2 separate regions of the Oryzias latipes genome follow, and region 1 is linked to region 2. Evidence: chromatin contacts called from public Hi-C data. All regions are on one chromosome and are shown on one strand. Each heading gives the region's core, a stretch centred on a gene start, on an enhancer-like site or on the middle of the called end of the contact. The rest is flanking DNA. Distances are from core to core; before and after follow the strand shown. Region 1 holds the start of LOC101160352 (phosphoribosyltransferase domain-containing protein 1). Region 2 holds the start of LOC105356252.

Region 1 (2,700 bases), core at 116-2,615, 150 kb after region 2:
CATGCATTTGTCTCCAGTAGGTTAAACTACTGTGACGGCCTGCTCACCGGCCTCTCCAAACGAGCTGTAAAACAGCTTCAGTACATCCAGAATGCTGCTGCTCGAGTCCTGACATCTCTGACATGTTAGTGCCATATGAACCATCTCGTACTCTGAGGACCTCAGGGACCGGCCTCCTGTTGATTCCCAGAGTCAGAACTAAACAAGGGGAATCAGCGTTTCAATATTCTGCAGCTAAAATCTGGAACAGCCTCCCTGAAGTCGTAAGACAGGCCTCTTCTGTGTTCATGTTCAAATCTAGACTTAAAACATTTCTGTTTAGCCGTGTATATGACTGAAAGGTCCTATCTGCACTTTTCTTTCATTTCCTTCCTCTCTTTTTAAATCAATTTTCTATTTTTTTTTCTTTTCTTTTAAAGTAAATTTTACGTTGATGATTTCTATGATGTATTGTGATATTAATGTATTTTTCTGTTTTGTGAATCACCTTGAATTACTTTGGGTATGAATTGTGCTATACAAATAAACTTGCCTTGCCTTGTCTGAAGAAATACACAATTATTTTTACTTAAGGAGCCAGATTTGAATTAATTTTTAAGATTTATTTAGATCTAGGCAATAAAGCATAAATGTACTATTTTACATCTTCTGTACAACGGGAACATTTTTGTATAGTCCTTCTTTTTACATGCTGATGTAAATATTTTTAGTTTACATACAAGTGTAAATCCTACTAAAAAGTAAAAAGAAGGGACAACATATATAAATATAAATATATAAATATATATATATATATATATATATATTTTTTCTGAAGGTCACTATCCTCTGTGAACACCACCTTTTTTTGGTTGTTTGAATTCCTGAATGTCTTTTTTTTGCTGCTGAAGATAAGAGAATTTCCCCATTGTGGGATGAGTAAAGTCTATCTATCTATATTGAATCTATATAGATAGATAGATAGAATTTTATATTCAAAATTTCCAATATTAGGGAAGAATTTTGAAGACTTATGTCAAATTAAGAGCATCAAACCTGCTCAAAGATGATTCTATAGTTGTATTTGTTTAAAAACAACAGATTCTTTTACGTGTTTAAATTAATATTAAATACTAAAAAATTAAGAAGCAGATTGAAAAAAAACTGTTTGCAGACATGATGAAAACAATGTTAACATGGCATTCAAATAATAATAACAGGGGCACATTTTAAAAATTAGGTGATAAGAATTTAGTGCAGTAACTGTTTGTTTTTGGGGTCTTTTAAGAAAGAAATGTTTTTATTGTGTTAAGATAAGAAAGCGTGTTCTCTTGACTCGGCCGCTCCATTCTGAGGAATTGTGGTGTCACAGCGCCCCTGGTGGCCGCATGTGACACTGCAGAGGGGCAGGGACTCCCGGATGGTTTCACAATAGTGCTCCACATTCCCCCGCGCAGATCCTCCTCCCGACCAGGTCAAACCCCTCCGCACAGACTCGCAGCACTTTGGTTGAAACGAGAGCGGGTTTTTTTTCTTCTTCTTCAAAATGGCTGAAGTTTCTGTCCGGGCCGAGAGCAAAAGCGAGGGCATTGTGGTAATTTAACGAGAGGAAACGAAGAAGTGAATGAACGCGTTTGCGCAGTTTTGCAGGGGGTGGCGCCACGTGTAGACTGTAGAAGTTTGCACCTTTAAAAAACTAAAAATACAGTAAACTTGCAAAGATGCAGACTGAAGATCTAATGCTTTCTGCTGCGTTTCCTCTCAGATTCACGACGACTGGCCAGGTTACAGCCTGGACCTCTTCAGCTACCCAGCGCACTACTACGGAGACTTGGACTGCGTCATCATTCCGCATGGCGTCATCATGGATAGGTACAAAACTCTGGAGGCCTGTCAGATGACCTCCCAGATGTTTGGCCTTCTGTGAGGTTACATCATAGCTCCATGTGTCTTCCAAAGATTTTATAGGATGCCATCTAATTCCTGTGTAGTAAAATGCACCAAAAGTAAAGTTTGTTTTATGTAGATCACCTTTACAATAATCCTTAAACTGTTGTAGATTTTCTTTTTCCATAGGGCAGCATTTAAAATGAACATGCATGTGTGGGATGGCACTGCCAGACAAGTTTTCACATATGATTTGAAGGGAACAGCCCTGCTCCTCATTCCACACATGCATGTTCCTAATGTGACACCAATTCCAAAAGAAATAAACTGTTTTTCCAACAGTTTAAACAACCACTCCAAAAAAAAAAAAAAGTGTTTTTAACATGTTCAACAGCATTTTTCTCCTGACGGAAGATGTAAGCTTAAAATTGCATTTCTGAGTATTTCTTTATTCAAATCATTGTGTATCAGGAGCAAACAAAAATGCAGTTGTAAAAAGCTTGTAGGTGTGACGTAGGGCCTATGACAGCAAGCCACAAGCTCACATACTTCTGCTCCATTCTAAAGCATCCACTTGAAGACAAATAGATCCATGCACGTCTTTGTTCTCCTTGTCTGAGCTGGAATCTGGTACAAAAACTGCACGGCTGCAATAGTGCTCTGCATTTCTGTTGGACTGAAAATGTTAGGATGGGGTTGTGAGGGGCTGTAAGCCAGTGGGAGAGAGTGTAAACAAAAGGGATGGTGGGAAAAGGGTAGGCCTGCTTTGTGCCAGTGGTCACTCAGAAGTAAACTTCACATGAACTACTGCTGCTCTGCAGAAACTATGTCCTA
Region 2 (2,700 bases), core at 58-2,557:
ACCACCTGAGCCGCTGACGTTTGATTATTGACGTTGGGATTTTTTCAAATCTAGCAAAGGTTTTATGATTAGTATGGATTTTATCTGTAATGTTTCCATAAAAAAAAGAATGAACAAACTTTTGGGAAAACAAAAGTAATTTCCAAAAATCAAAATAAAATGTTAAAAAATAAAACTCAATGCGATACCAATAAAGGTATGGGACATCGTTGATTGGATGATTAAGTTTGTCCACCATTTTAACAGAAATTTATTTAGACACGAGGCGATACTGGATATGCACCGAAATAATCATAAAACGTTTATTAGCAAGCGGACATTAAAGACACATTTGAACATATTCAATAGTTATCATCCAATCAGCAATGTCCCATACCTTTTTTAGTTTTTATTGTGTTTCATTTTTTAACATTTCTATAAGAATTCGGGTAATTACATTTGTTAATTTGTTATAAATTTTTATTTGGAATTGTGTTAGGGTTCCTGATATGCATATTGAGCATATTATTTATATATATATATTTATACATTTTTTTTCCCTATTTTTTATTAATTGTTTTGCCTTTTAATTGTCATCAGTTGAGTCCGAATTTCTTCACTACTCACTACACAGTTTTTTTTTTCACGAGTGTGAACGATTTCTTTATTTTCTCTTTTTTTTTATGTGTGGTTTTTTTTACATTCGAAATAAACTTGTTTCCATTCCATTCCCATTCCTATTTTCCTCCATTTCCTGGTGCTGTCCGAATTCACAATTCCAAAATCGGGTGCGCTAGAAATTTTCCATAAGTCTCTGCGAAAGAAATAAGTGGGCATCGATAATCACTAGACTGGTGAATATAGACAACAATGAATTGTGTTTGAACAATTTTTGTAAAGAAAATGCAATTTAATGTATTTTTTAGATAAAATATCAACGTTTCATCTTCAGACCACAGTGGATTCATAGATGGTTGTCGTAAAACGTTCGTATCAGTTAGATTTTCACTTTGTGAATTTGATGAAAGTAGTGAGCATGGTGTCCCAATTGCTTTTGAAATTGAGGGCACTGCATAGCCCCACACCATATAGTTTTTTACTAGATAGGGAGTAGGGCAGGAATTCGGACACAGCCATTGTGATCGTTTTCAAATGCTTCAGCGTGGAGGGATTTGTTGTTGTGATTTGGACTTCAGAGCCACCGTAGTATTTGGCTTACAAAACATTTTACAGGTGTTTAGTAATTTAATTTATAATAAAAAAATGTGCTGGGAATGCCCCCCCCCCCCCCCCCCCCCGCCCTCAAGGGGCCACCCCAGCGACAAATGCGCCGCGCGCCCCTGCGCGCACGAACACAGACACGCTGCTATTTGATTGATCACTGACGAGGAGACTGGAGCGTCGCCTCCTGGGGTCCACGCAGGAGGAGGAAAAGCAGGAGGAGGAGGAGGCTCTGTCTTTCTGCTCTGCGCATCACATCACATCTGATGAAATAGGACGACGAAACACCGACTCCTGGAGAGACGCCACTGTGCCACGCTCGATCCTCATTTCCGTTGCGGGGGTGACCCGTCAGGTGCTCCACGCGCCTCCTCAGGTCCACGTCGGGGGGCCCGAAGGAGATGCTCTTCCACCTAAGTGATCTTTTCTTTGTCGTCAGCTGCTTCGTCCTTCTACGACCGCGCTGCCCGAGCCATTGATTTGAATGGGGTTTGTGCCCCTCAGCGCAGAAAAAGAGCCTGGAAATCGGGATGCAAAGCCTCGGGTTGATGTCTCTGAAGGTGTCAGCAAAGACAAACCCCAGATAGAACCGGAACCGCTGCAACGACCCGCCGTTTCAACAATGGAAAGACCTTCAACATGTTGACGCAAAGGGTGAGACTCACGTTCTGCCAGAAATGCAACAGATCAGTCCAGGATCCATTTTCAGACCTACAAGTTCCCTATGTTGGATTTAGAAGTCCAAATTTTACGTTTCCTCATGAAGGGATTTTATTAAAATGACATTTTAACGCAAATGTGAAATCATTGAACTTAAGAAAACAGAATAAAACACATTCTTATCAGGAATGTTCAGATTTAATTTCAATATGTTGAGGTAGGGGCTCAGAAATGGGTCCCTCCCCCCCTCAGTGCCACATCAAAAATCAATGAAATTGTAAACTGAACTGTATTTGTTCTAGTAATGACCACTTTGTTTTGATGTCTGTTGAAAGAGACAGATGTTTGAAGACAGAGGGCCTGGAAGTGAAGCCATGATCATCACTGAAAGAAATAATGGCACCCCTGTGCCGGAAAAGGGGTCCCAGAAGAAGAAGAAGAAGTCCCGCCCCCACGGTCTGCCATCTCCGGCGCTCTGCTGTGCTTGTGGACTCTGCATCATGCTGGCAGGACTCAACATCACCTTGGTGGGAGCTTTCGCCTTCACCACACTGGTGCCTTCTGCCAACCCCCCGATCATCATTGGACCCGTCCTGCTGCTCGTGGCCTTCTCCTTTTTTGGCGCCTGCTGCGTGTGCAGCCGTCTCCCTCCGCCCCACAGCTCCCGGGGGTCAAACGTGAACAGCAGGGGCACAGGGTTGATCGGACGCAGCGGGCTGGCCGGTGGGGCGGCGTTTGAAATAGAGACCAGCGAGCACACCCTGCAAGACACAACAGCCGTGCAGCTGAGCCCCACATCGTCTCCTGGATCATCCAGAGCCTCCAGCCCTGACATAGAGG

What was found. Hi-C and Micro-C count contacts between places; a contact is called where the count stands out from the background.
Region 1: a Hi-C map of embryo shows a contact between it and region 2, with 2.2 times the contacts expected there. The contact joins the promoter of LOC101160352 here to the promoter of LOC105356252 in region 2. A contact is called at or near these places in 3 of 5 Hi-C or Micro-C datasets (embryo and fibroblasts).

The regions. Positions count from the first base shown.
Region 1 is chr17:25,189,461-25,192,160 of ASM223467v1, forward strand. It overlaps LOC101160352 (phosphoribosyltransferase domain-containing protein 1), which reads left to right and starts at 1,366. Exons shown (of 9, transcript XM_004079262.3): 1 at 1,366-1,573; 2 at 1,745-1,851. The coding sequence starts at 1,526.
Region 2 is chr17:25,038,131-25,040,830 of ASM223467v1, forward strand. It overlaps LOC105356252, which reads left to right and starts at 1,308. Exons shown (of 2, transcript XM_023965403.1): 1 at 1,308-1,854; 2 at 2,202-2,700. The coding sequence starts at 1,840.